2 separate regions of the Callithrix jacchus genome follow, and region 1 is linked to region 2. A link is a contact called in public Hi-C data. All regions are on one chromosome and are shown on one strand. The core of a region is the stretch at or near the end of the contact, and the rest is flanking DNA. Distances in the headings are between cores, read along the strand shown.

The links. A called contact is a pair of places that touch in the nucleus more often than the background predicts.
Region 1: a Hi-C map of induced pluripotent stem cells shows a contact between it and region 2, with 2.4 times the contacts expected there. The contact joins the promoter of PECAM1 here to the enhancer-like site in region 2. A contact is called at or near these places in 2 of 3 Hi-C or Micro-C datasets (induced pluripotent stem cells and skeletal muscle).

Annotation. Positions count from the first base shown.
Region 1 is chr5:89,659,687-89,666,400 of calJac240_pri, forward strand. It overlaps PECAM1 (platelet and endothelial cell adhesion molecule 1), which reads right to left and starts at 2,588. Exons shown (of 17, transcript XM_078373548.1): 1 at 2,093-2,588.
Region 2 is chr5:89,581,388-89,588,185 of calJac240_pri, forward strand. It overlaps PECAM1 (platelet and endothelial cell adhesion molecule 1), which reads right to left. Exons shown (of 17, transcript XM_078373548.1): 17 at 901-2,244. The coding sequence ends at 2,243. Among named protein-coding and RNA genes, the nearest start is that of TEX2, 61 kb to the left of the region's middle. Within about 2 kb of position 5,049, at least 5 of the 16 cell types and tissues checked have an H3K27ac peak or open chromatin away from gene starts, as enhancers often do.

The DNA.
Region 1 (6,714 bases), core at 1,338-3,837, 76 kb after region 2:
TGATTGGGCCATAGCACCCCGTCCAGAGTGACAGAGTGAGACCTGGTCTCAAAAACAAAACAAATGAATAAACAAAAGCCAGAAAATTTGGTTGTGATGGTATACTGTAGTTTTGCAAAATGTTACCATTGGGAAATTGGTACATATCTCTGTATTATTTACTATAAATGCATGCAAATTTACTATTATCTCAATAAAAATATTTATATTTTAAAATTGGGGCTGGGTGCTATGGCTCACACCTGTAATCCCACCACTTTGGGAGGCTGAGGCAGGCGGATCACTTGAGGTCAGGAGTTTGAGACCAGCCTGGCCAACATGGTGAAACCCTGGCTCTACTAAAAATACAAAAATTAGCTGGGCGTGATGGCACACGCCAGTGGTCCCAGCTACTCAGGAGGCTGAGGCAGGAGCATTGCTTGAATGCGGGAGATGGAGATTGCAGTGAGCCAAGATCGTGCCACTGCACTCCAGCCTGAGTGATAGAGCAAGACTCAGTCTCAAAAAAAAAAAACCCGCAAAAACAAAACCATAGACTTTCACATTGCTCTAATTCTAAAGAACGTTTCCATGTTATTTAGAATGTGGAAGGAACTTGGAAATTTTCTGAGGATAAGAGGGAGGAAACATACTCCAAATAAGGGGAAATTCTAAATGGAAAACAAACAGGAACATTTTGCACCTAGAAAAGATCTTGGGGCCGGGCACCGTATCTCAAGCCTGTAATCCCAGCACTTTGGGAGGCCGAGGTGGGCAGATCACCTGAGGTTGGGAGTTCGAGACCAGCCTGACCAACATGGAGAAACCCCATTTCTATTTAAAAAAAAAAGATCTTGGATATTCAGGGAGGTAAAGGGAATTTCTGTACATTATTATGAGATGCATTGACAAGCCTCAGTTCCTAAATGAAATGTTATTCTCCCAGGTCATTTTAAGGCCAGTTTCCCCAGAAAACTACTCTTAGATGAACCCCTCTAAGAGACAGATGGGCAAGTAGGAGGTGCTCTTAGCTTCCTCTCTTCCATCCCCCATAAGATGAGACCTACAGAAGAATTCCTTAGGTCAACATACAGAGAATGACCCTGAGGCCCTGAGATTAGCCGTATCTTATCTGTGTGGCCAGCAAGGGGGCTGCTGGGCCTGGCAGAGTCTCAGGACTTCCTGGCCAGAGAGCTTCCTTTGTTGTCCCTGGAATCCCCCCTTGCCCTATGTCCTTGAGTCTAGGCCCTGGCTCAGGTATATGTGATGCTATGCTCAGGGTGCTCTAATCCAGGCACTGGCCTCTAAGGAATGGTTACTGAGGGCCAGACCAAGTCCAGTAGAGCCAGCTCTCAAAAGTCCAGTAGAGCCTCACCAGGCTTGAGCAGTGAATGAGCATATGTGATGGGAGAGCATATGCAGTGAGTGGGTATATGCAGTGAGTAGATAAGTGAGTGAACATATCTATGGGTGGGCATCTGCAGTGAGTGGGTATATGCAGAGGACAGGCATGTGTAATGGGCAGGCATATTAAATGGGTGGGCATATGCAGTGGATGGGTATATGTCATGGGTGGGCATGCGCAATGGGTGAGCACCTGCAGCAAGTGGGCTGTCACAGGAGACTTTGTTCACACTAAGGGACTCTGAGTTTCCGTTTTCTGCTGCCTAATGCAATGCTACCTGTGATTGCCTGTAAAACCTTTTTTTTTTTTGAGATGGAGTTTCACTTTTGTCACCCAGGCTGCAGTGCCATGGCACGATCTTGGCTCACCGCAACCTCCGACTCCCGGGTTTAAGCTATTCTCTTGCCTCAGCCTCCAGAGTAGCTGGGGCTACAGGCATGCACCACCAAGCCCAGCTAATTTTTGTATTTTTAATAGGCGGGGTTTCTCCATGTTGGTAAGGCTGTTCTGGAACTCCCGACCTCAGGTGATCCACCAGGCTCAGCCCCCAAAGTTCTGGGATTACAGGCATCAGCCACTGCACCCGGCCTGTAAACCCATGTTTAACCCGCAGCTAGGGAAGCTGAAGGGAGAGGAACTGCAGGGCCACCAGCTCAGCCACCGCCGCATTGTTCTCCCCGACATTGTTCTGAGGCCGGCTTTGCTTACCCAGAAGGCCCCCATGACCCCTGGGGAATCCGATGAGATTGTTTTTCCCAAGCCTGGGCTCTTCAGGTGTGAGCGGCAGTTCTTGGGCCACGTAGGTTACTGTGGCATTTCTGCAGCAGGAAAGAGGAAGGAACTTCTGATCTGAACGGCAACAGCATCAACAATGTGCACTCCCAGCAGCCGGCAGCGCGAAGAGGAAAGGAGCTCGGTTTCCATAGCGATAAATCACCAGGAAGGGGGCCCGGAGGGAGCGGCAATAGGACTTCCCCCTTCCCCGGGCCCTGAAAACACATCCCCAACGCCGCAGTCGGTTAGCGGCCTGGCACCTCTCCAGGCTGAGTCTCCAGAACCGCAGGTAGAGGAAGACTGCAGGTAGAGGAAGGGGCTCTGCCAAATTGAAAACAAATTCCCAGCTCCTTTTCAAGGTGTCAGTAAAGCGTGGGTGCCTGAGCGGATGCAGCGGGGGCCCAGGGCTGTGAAGCTCTCAGCGCCTGCCAGCTACAGTATTCCATTCCATTCTCTTATATTCTGCCCTCCACCCCACAGCACGGGTGCTGCTAGCCCTTTTAGCACAGAACAAACAGGCCTTGTGAGGGAGAGAGATGCACCAGACGCAATTCACCTCGTTAACAATTGCCCCTTGAAGGCCCCAGAGCTCTCTTTTGAGATTCTTTCTCTTGCCAAAATCACACTATTTTTTCCAAAGAAAGCAGTTTTTTTTGAAATGCTCTGGAATGTCACTTATCCCAAGGCTCATCAGCCACTTTTGTTTGTTTGTTTTGCATAGAATGTTGAGAATGTGGTCACCTAATGTTAATAATGCTTATTTCATCTCCATACTTTTAATGCATTGCTTGATTTTTTTTTTTTTTTGAGATGGAGTTTTGCTCTGTCACTGAGGTTGGAGTGCAGTGACACGATTTCGGCTCACTGCAGCCTCCACCTTCTGGGTTCAAGCGATTCTCCTGCCTCAGCCTCCTGAGTAGTTGGGATTACAGGCACACACCACCTGGCTAATTTTTGTATTTTTAGTAGAGACAGGGTTTTACCATGTTGGTCAGGCTGGTCTCGAACTCCTGATCTTGTGATCTGCTTGCCTCAGCCTCTCAAAGTGCTGGGATTACAGGCGTGAGCCACCACGCCTAGCCCAGCCTCTCCTTATGCAGGTCACGGTCTCTTGCCTATAACCTTTGCATGTACTGTTCCCTCTGCTTGAAGTGCTGTTCCCTGCTTCCTTGGTCAGCTAACTCCTCAGGGGACTTGTCTCATCCCTTTTTCCCAGTAGCTCAGATGCCTTGCTTTCTGGGCTCCCACAGAACGTACACCATATTGTGAAGCAACACAGAGTAATAGTAGGAGAAAAGTCTCTTCTAGGCCCAGACTAGTTGTGTGACCTCAGGGGACTGTTTAACCTCTCTGAGCCTTGATTTCTCATAGGCAAGATATAGAGAATGATAGAATCTGCTTCACACTATGTCCATGAGGATTGGACATTAACAAATGTAAAGCATCTAGAAAATGCTTGCCTGGGCACATCACCTGAGTTCCGGAGTTTGAGACCAGCCTGACCAACATGGAGAAACCCCATCTCTACTAAAAATAAAAAATTAGCTGGGCATGGTGATGCATGCCTGTAATCCCAGCTGCTTGAGAGACTGAGGCAGGAAAATCGCTTGAACCCAGCAGGCAAAGGTTGCGGTGAGCCGAGATCGTGCCATTGCACTCCAGCCTGGGCAACAAAAGCAAAACTCCGTCTCAGAAAAAAAAAAAAAAAAGAAAATGCCTGCCTGTGGCTAGTGCTCTAGAAACATTAATCACTGAAGAATTAAGTTCTTAAAGCAGGAGCCATCCTTCATGGATATCTCTAGATCTCCAGGCTTAGGCCCAACTGGGTGTGGAGCAAAGGTCACTCTGGGTTCATGGGAGACTATTTTCCAGTTACCGTTTAGGCACCAGTCTCGGTGCTAGGCACCTTAATTCATAATATTTAATTTAGTTAAGTAATTCCAGGACTGGCCCCAGGTAACGAAGGACGAGCATTTTGTCAAGGAAGCCCAAAGCATTCTTGAATGGCCCCTCTGATGGTTTGACCTCCTTTCCCGACTTCCTACCCTGCCCAGTCCTGGAAGGAGTCCCCACGCTCAGTGACAGGTGAAGAGGCTCTCAGCCTGGCCACAACAGAGGTTACCCATGTGGTCTGAAAACACCAACAGATTTAAATGATGGACACACCTGCATCCCAGGGGCCACTCAGACAGCAAAAGACAAACCCCAAGTTGGCAAGCCACTCTCCTCCGCGGTTTCGCTTGAAGAAATGAAACTCTTCATGCAAATACTTGGATTTTAAGTACAGTTATGTAACAGCCAAATCTCTCCACTTAAAAATATGGTCGTCTTCAAATCTATAGAGACAGGATACAGACCAGGGGTTGCCTAGGCTTGGGGAGGGATAAGAGAATGATGGCCAATGGGCAAGAGGGAACTTTCGAGGGTGAAGAATGTGCTTGCTGGATTGTGGTGATGGTTGTACAACTCTGTATTCACAAATTGTAGGTTCCTGAATTTATCAATAAAAGTACAGGATGTTCAGTTAAGGTTCAGATAGGCAACAAATACTATTTTTAATATGAGTATGTCTCAGATGGGACATCCTTGCACATTGCATGGGATATACTTACACTAAGAAAGCATTTGCTGTTTACCCGAAATTCACGTTTTTGTTTTTTTTATTTTGAGGCAGAGTCGCTCTCTGTCGCCCAGGCTGGAGTGCAGTGGCATGATCTCGGCTTACTGCAGCCTCTGCCTCCCTGGTTCAAGCGGTTCTCCTGCCTTGGTCTCCCAAGTAGTTGGAATTACAGAGGCGTGAAACACACTCAGCTAATTTTTTTTCTTTTTTTCAGACAGAGTCTCGCTGTGTCACCCAGGCTGGAGTACAGTGGCGCAATCATTTTTGTATTTTTAGTAGAGATGGGGTTTCACCATGTTGGCCAGGCTGGTCTCAAACTCCTCATATCAAGTGATCTGCCTGCCTAGGCCTCCCAAAGTGCTGGTGTTATAGGCATGAGCCTCCGTGCCCAGCCTGGGAATTCACATTTAACTGGATATCCTGTATTTTATGTGCAAGCCTAACTAAGAGACCCTGAATTAATTGTACACTTATAATGGGTGTGTTTTGCAGTAGGTAAAGCTGTTAAATTTAGCACGATGCCTAGAATAATATTGTTGCTTAAAAAAATAAAGCTTTGGGCCAGGCACAGTGGCTCAAGCCTGTAATCCCAGCACTTTGGGAGGCCGAGGCGGTTGGATCACGAGGTCAAGAGATCGAGATCATCCTGGTCAACATGGCGAAACCCCGTCTCTACTAAATATATTTTAAAAATTAGCTGGGCATGGTGGCGTGTGCCTGTAATCCCAGCTACTCGGGAGGCTGAGGCAGGAGAATTGCCTGAACCCAGGAGGTGGAGGTTGCGGTGAGCCGAGATGGCGCCATTGCACTCCAGCCTGGGTAACAGGAGCAAAACTCCGTCTCAAAATAAATAAATAAATAAATAAATAAATAAAATAAAGCTTTGGCTGGGCACGGTGGCTCATGCCTGTAATCTCAGCACTTTGGGAGGCCAACCTAAGGTCAGGAATCAAGATCAGCCTGGCCAACATGGTGAAACCCCATCTCTACTAAAAATACAAAAAAAATTTAGCGAGACGTGGTGGCAGGTGCCTGTAATCCCAGCTACTAGGGAGGCTGAGGCAGAATTGCTTGAACCCGGGAGGCAGAGGTTGCAGTGAGCTGAGATTGCAGCACTGCACTCCAGCTTGGGTGACAAGAGCAAAACTCCATTTCAAAACAAAAAAAATACAGCTTTACCTTCCATGTACCCTCTCCACTCCCTGTCCACTGTCACCTCTGGCAAAAACACAACTGCAAAAACCATCCCACATGCTCAGGAACTGTAGAAACCACCAAGGTAGGAAATACATTCTAAACAGTCACGTTAGCTTTGTCTTTCCGGCCCACGGCCTGCAGAGGGGCAAGACTCAAGGTCAGAAACGTCACAGGACGGACCAGGCATGGTGCCTCATGCCTGTAATCCCAGCACTTTGGGAGGTGGAGGCGGTGGATCACTTGAGATCAAGAGTTCGAGACCAGTTGGCCAACATGATGAAACCCCATCTCTAACTAGAAATACAAGAATTAGCTGGGCATGGTGGCGCATGCCTGTAATCCCAGCTACTTGGGAGGCTGAGGTAGGAGAATTGCTTGAACCCAGGAGGCAGAGGTTGCAGTGAGCTGAGATCACACCATTGCACTCCAGCCTGGGTGACAGAGCAAGACTCCGACTCAAAACAAACAAAAAACAAAAAAGAAAGAAAGAAACACCACAGGACAAACCGGGCAGTTGGGAACAGCGTTTTCCTTGTTGGATGCTCCAAATACTAAAATCACCCACCTTTTGCTGCCCAGAAATTAGAGAAATATACAGATTCTCATTGGCTGATTGGCCACTAAATGCTCTGTGAGGCCAGGTGAGGAGCTACAAAAATGAATACAATTCCCTGTCCCTAAGGAGGTGAATTACGAACCCAGAACACACTCACCTCTCAACACACAATCATTCAAAGCA
Region 2 (6,798 bases), core at 3,799-6,298:
ACCTTATCTGTGCAAAAAAATTAAAAAACTGGTCAGGTGTAGTGGTGCACACCTGTGATCTTAGCTACTCAGGAGGCTGAGGTGGGAGGATTGCTTGAGCCCAGGTGTTCAAGGCTGTGGTGACCTGTGGTTGCACCACCCCACTCCAGCCTGGGTGACAGAGCAAGTCCCTGTCTCAACCAAATGAAAAATTCAGTCATGCTGCATAAGTAAGACACCAGCAGTAGGAACGAGGTCTTTGCCACTCCTGTGGCAATGGCCCTTCTCTGGTGGTGGCAAGGGACTAAGGAACTCCCTGGACACAGGGGCTCCGACTGTCCCCAGACCATCAACAGAGACGTGAAGGTTGTTAGAGGTCACCTGATCCTTTGACCTCAGTCTGAGCCCACCACTCTGAAACTTTGGAAATTGTATGACATTTTTGTGATACAATTTTGTGTGTGTGTGTTGGGGAAAGGAACCCACAGCTTTCATATTTTCAAGAGTCTAGGCTAGGCATGGTGGCTCACACCTGTAATCCTAGCACTTTGGGAGGCCGAGGTGGGCAATCACTTGAGGTCAGGAGTTCGAGACCAGCCTGATCAATATGGTGAAACCCCATCTCTGCTAAAAATATAAGAAATTAGTCGGGTGTGGTAGCATGTGCCAGTAATTCCAGCTACTTGGGAGGCTGAGACAGGAGAACTGTTTGAACCCAGGAGGCGGAGGTTGCAGTGAGCCAAGACTGTGCCATTGCACTCCAGCCTGGGCAACCAGAGCGAACCTCCATCTCAAAAACAAACACACACATAAAAAAAAACCATAGACCTGTTTGGTTCTCTCTGTGACTTCCAAGGCCCAAGGAGTCCTCAGCACTACAGATGCATGTGGCCCCTCAGAAGACAACATTTCACACATCTGCAAAGAGTAAAGGTCAAATTTATTTAATACACCACCACTAGGGTCCCTGCAGCTGTGTCACTGAGGTAAAAAAACAGGGGAAGTGATTTTGGTTAGGTGTGGTTCTCACCAGTGAAATTCCACAGTGCAATAACCACAACCGCTGTCCCGCCCACTCAAGACACTGTCAGGAACGTCTTAAGACCTCAGGAAACCACTTCGTTAGCAAGCATTTTTTTTTTTTTTTTTGCGATGGATTCTCATCCTGTCACTCAGGCTGGAGTGCAGTGGCGCAATCTCTGCTCACTACAACCTCCCTCTCCTGGGTTCAAGCAATTCTCCTGCCTCAACCTCTTGAGTGACTGATACTACAGGCATGCTCCACCACACCCAGCTAGTTTTTGTATTTTTAGTAGAGACAGGGTTTCACCAGGCTGGTCTCAAACTCCTGACCTCAGGTGATCTGCCTGCCTCAGCCTCCTGAAGTGCTGGGATTACAGGCGTGAGCCACCTGGCCTGCCCTAGCAAGGAATCAATCTTAAAAAATTAGTAAGAAACATACACATTTTACTTTTTCAATTAAGAATAATATTTGCTGTAGGCACCATCATCCTGTCTTTCAGCCTCCAGCATGGTAGAGGAAAAGGAAAAGGGGGTAGAAAAAAGTTTAAGAACATCTGTGCTTGTTCCACCTTCATTTTCCATTTGCTGTATTGCCCGAATGAACCCATCTTCAGGTTGGTATTTCAAAGGAGGTGCTCCCAAGTAGCTTGGTTTTCCCATTTGTGGAGAGTAACGTTTTAGAGGGGACACGGGGAGGCTGTTTGGTCAGCGCTGTGTATTTCCAAAGAACAAGGACTACCCAAAACTACAAGCCTTTGAAGGAACAAAGAAAAAGACAAAAAAAAAACCTAGCCTCTAACCAGGCCATGTGCTAGAAGTGATTGGCTACAAAACAGAAAACTGGTTTCCGTGTATGAGGGTGCATGGAAAAGGTCTTTATCTCTGCACAAGACAAAATATTCAAGTTTCAGAATATCCCAGTGGCCTGTTTGCCCTGGATCTCCTCTCCTGCTCTTCCAATTGCCAAGGATGCTCCCACTTGGTGGAAGGAAGATGTGTGGGAAATTCAACCGCCCCTCTGGATCTCTTTCTACCCAACATTAACTCAGTAGGATGGATTTAAGAACCGGCGGCTTAGCCTGAGGAATCGCTGTGTTCTGTGGGAGCAGGGCAGGTCCATAAATAAGTGCACAGAGCTCTTGAAATTCAGGGATCATCTGCTCTTCTCGGAACATGGATGTCCTTCCAGGGATGTACATCTGTCCTCACTGTCTAAGTTCCATCAAGGGAGCCTTCCGTTCTCTGTAGTGACAAGAAACAAGGCAAGTTATGATCACAACTCTCAAGACTGAAGAGTGCCCTGGTGGAGAGAAATGCAACCTGACAGACAGCATTTCTCAAAGAAAACGCAAAGCAGGGCTATTGCCCACTGGTCCCCAACCCTGCAGGGGGACAGCTCCTGCCTAGAGGCATTTCTCCTTCTCTCTACGCCTGCTCTGTAGGGACTATAGTCTCTGTCCCTGCATACACGTTGCACATCATGTTCACTTTGCGAGGCCAAGGAGGGAGGATCGCCTGAGCCCAGGAGTTCCAGACCAGCCTGGGCACCATGGTGAAACCTCACCTCTGCAAAAAAATTTAAAAATTAGTCAGGTACGGCGGCACATGCCTGTGATCCCAGCTTCTCAGGAGGCTGAGGTGGGAGAATCGCTTGAGCCCAGGAGTCTGAGGCTGTGGTGAGCCTTGGTTGCGCCACCGCACTCCAGCCTGGGCGACAGAGCAAGTCCCTGTCTCGACAAAACAAAATGAAAATTTCAGTCATGCTGCATAAGTAAGGCACCATCAGTAGGAACGAGGTCCTTGCAGCTCCTGTGGCAATGGCCCTTCTCTGGTGGTGGCAAGGGACTAAGGAACTCCCTGGACACAGGGGCTCCGACTGTCCCCAGACCATCAACAGAGACGTGAAAGTCGTTAGAGGTTATCTGATCCTTTGACTTCGATCTGAGCCCACCACTCTGAAACTTTGGAAATTGTATGACGTTTTTGTGATACAACTTTGTGTGTGTGTGTGTGTGTGTGTGTGTTGAGGAAAGGAACACACAGCTTTCATCATGTTTTCAAGAGTCTATGCACCAAGTAACTTCTTCAAAACCCATGTGTACCCAGCACAGTGTCCCGTGGGTGCCCCACTTACCCACAGAAGAAAGGAAATATAAGAGATTCGGCTTCTAGCCCCAGTTCTGCCTCTAACTAACATAAGATGTACCCTTTTGATGCCGTTTTTTTTTTTTTTCTTAAATGAAGGATTGAACTTAAATGGTCCAACTTAAATGTTTTAAAATTGATATGATCCTGGGAGGCTGAGGCAGGAGAATTGCTTGAACCCAAGAGGTGGAGGTTGTAGTGAGCGGAGGTCACGCCACTGCACTCCAGCCTGACGACAGAGCGAGACTCCATTTCAAAAAAAAAAAAAAAAAAAGATATGATCCTACCTTAAAAAGAGAATGAAATTCTGATATATTTCAACATAGAAAAACCTTGAAAACATTATGCTAAATGAAATAAGGCAGACAGGAAAGGAAAAATATATGATTCTACATATGTGATGTACCTAGAATGGTAAATTCATAGAGACAGAAAGTAGACAGTGGTTGCCAGGGGTTGGTGGAGGGGCAGTGGGGAGTTGGTGTTTAATGAGGACAGTGTTTCAGTGGCTGCTCTGCCTATGGAGCAGCCATTCTTTTGTTTCTTTACCTCCCTAATAAACTTGCTTTCACTTAGAAAAAAAAAGCTCTGGAGATGGATAGTGGTGATGGTTGCACAGCAATGTGACTGGACCTAATGCAACAGAATTATACACTTAAAATGGTTAAGTATACACTTGGAAGTGCTAAATTTAATATTATATATATTTCATGATGATTAAAAAAAGAATTCCTGGCTGGGTGTGGTAGCGCACGCCTATAATTTCAACACTTTGGGAGGCCAAGGTGGGTGCATCCCCTGAGCTTAGGAGATCCAGAGCAGCCTGGGTGACATGGGAAACCCCATCTCTACCAAAAATGCAAAAAATGAGGCGTGCGTGGTGGTGTGCACCTGTGGTCCCAGTTACTAAGAGGCTGAGGTGGGAGGTTCATTTGAGCCTGGGAGATGGAGGTTGCAGTGAGCTGTCACTCCAGCCTAGGTGACAGAGTGAGACTTTGTCTCAAAAAAAAAAAACCCCCACAAAAGGATTCCTGGATTCCTTCTGCCATCCTGTAGTGCCCTTTGACAGCATCAAATGCTATTTGTGTCACCTATCCACCTATCAGTGCCTGGACCCTTATCTGACGCATATACTGTTCTCTACGCTGGAGCTGCAAGAACCTGTCCCCAACAATTTTACATTGTATCAATTACTGATAAACAGCACCACTATGAAGGAGAAGGTGTAAGGGGTCTTAAAATTAACTGCAGAAGGGGTTCAGAGGCGGTGAGAGGGCTCTGGGCTGGGCAGCGGCGGATTCACAGAAGCAACTCTGGAGTCAGCCTGAAGATCAGATTTTGACAAATGGAAGGAGCCCTTGCAGGACAGAAGAGCAGGGCATGCTGGGAGATCCCAGAGTAGAGGAGGCCCCTGGGCAACAGTGGGCCCCGAAGAACAGGCAGCACTTAAGTCTACTCTTCTGGACCCTCCACTTGCACAGGACACTTGGCTGCAGGTGGACCTCGGCAAGGCAGGAGCAGGAGATGTAGGATGACCCAGGGTCTTGGGATCTCCACAGCCAGCCTGGTTGGCTTCCTGAGGGTGAGCTGGGATAGTGTCTCCATTTGTTCCAGCCCTGCTGGGTGTGAGGACCTTTGGAGAACAGGATGCAGGGCCGAGGTGCCCAACTAGAAGTCCAAGGCTCTGGCTCCTCCTCTGCCAGGAGAGCCCCATGCAAGTCGGCCAAGCAAGCTGTGGCTGGCCCCAGAGACTGGAGGGCTGCCAGCACTGGCGGTCACCCTGCCCCATTTCCTCTGCTCTGCCTGGACGGAGGAGGCGTGATTCTGGTGTCCAGCCTTTCTACAAGCCCCACACCAAGTCCCTCCCCAGATACCTCCTCTCTCCCTCTGTGGGGGCAGCCAATGCTTGAGGCACCGTTGTAGAACCAAAGTCACAGACAGGAAGGGCTGGGCCACAGTCAATAGGGCCTCAGGGGTTTTGAAGTAAAGGTTAATGCCCCACATCCAAAGCCTGGGCTTGCTGTGCTTAAATCAGAAGCTAGCCATCAGCCACCTAAGTGTAGTTGTGAAATTGCCCTGCCTTGTACCCAGAATATGGTGTAAACTCCCTCAAAGGTCATTTTGATTTCAATACACTCTGGGATCTCTAGTTCCTCCTTCTAGAAAGTGCTCCTATGGGCAATAGACCAGGTCTGTGCTAGGTGCTTATTCAACCCTTGCAATAACCAGATGAGGGAGTTTATGATTCCCAGTTTACAGATGAGGAGGCAGAGGTCCCGAGAGGCCACGAAATCTGCCTATGGTGACACGGCTAAGAAGCAGAAGTCAAGTATGAACATGGGTCACCAGTTCCTAAGTCAAAGCCTGGCCTTGGTTGAAGCCTATGTTTTGGGTAAGCAACTGCTACATTCTCCATATGTGGCAGGGTCATTTCAGGACCAAATAAAGTCAAGTCTCCCATCCACACCTACTATTGCCCAAGTGATGAAGAGCTTGAGCTGGGCACGGTGGCTCACGCCTGTAATCCCAGCACTTTGGGAGGCCGAGGCAGGCAGATCACAAGGTCAAGAGATTGAAACCATCCTGGCCAACATTGTGAAACCCTGTCTCTGCTAAAAAATACAAAAATTAGCTGGGCATGTGGCACAGGCCTGTAGTCCCAGCTACTCAGGAGGCTGAGGCAGGAGAATTGCTTGAACCCGGGAGGTGGAGGTTGCAGTGAGCAAGACTGCGCTGCTGCACTCCAGCCTGGCACCTGGCGACAGAGCAAGACTCTGTCTCAAAAAAAAAAAGAAAAAGAAAAGAAAAGAGCTTGAAATCAACCAGCTTTTGTATGGTGGTTGTAGTTGCTTATTTCATCCTTAAGAAAATCCTAATGGGTTGCTCTTATCATCATCATCATCACCACCACCATCTCCACTTTATAGATAAGGAAGCTTTAGCCTGAGGAGACAGGATCACCTAAAAGGCAGCTGGAAAGCTGGAGCTCCCCTTCCGTCTCCTGATCCTAGCACCTGGGCAGTTTCCACTGTAGTCCAGCTGCCTGCTGGCCTCCAGGAAGGAGGGAGGCAAGCTATAGCTGGCAATTGCCTTTCTTTCTGTAAGAAGGCAGGGTTCTCTCCAAGATGCCAAGACTCTCGCAGGTCCAGATTCACCCCTTTCATTTAAGTACAGGGTGTTCTCTTCCACACTATCTGTCTGCCTCAGCCACACACACAATTTATAAACAAGGTAAAAATGGCAGAGGAAAAATGAAGTCAGAATGTGCCATTGAAGCAAGTCAAACAATACCAAATTAGTCTTTGGCTAAGTGGCTATCTCATTGTTAAGATATTTCCTCCAATGTTTTCAGAGGCAATGGCCATTAAACAACTGGGAATGATCGCCAGGTTTGATTTCAGGAAGGAAATCTCCTCCCATTTCCCCGATGGGCAATTCAATTAATTTTCTCCTGACCCACACCAGCTGATTATAGGGAAACTATACCTGCTTCTTTTATAAACAAAACCCATTTGCTTAAAGGTTCCAAAATTCCTTTCCCAATGGCTGGAACTCCTGTGCTCCCAGCTCCCACCAAATGACTTTTTCTGGGGGGACAGGACCAGCCATGAGTGAGCTCTCAGGAGCATCCAGGAACAGACTTTGATGCCC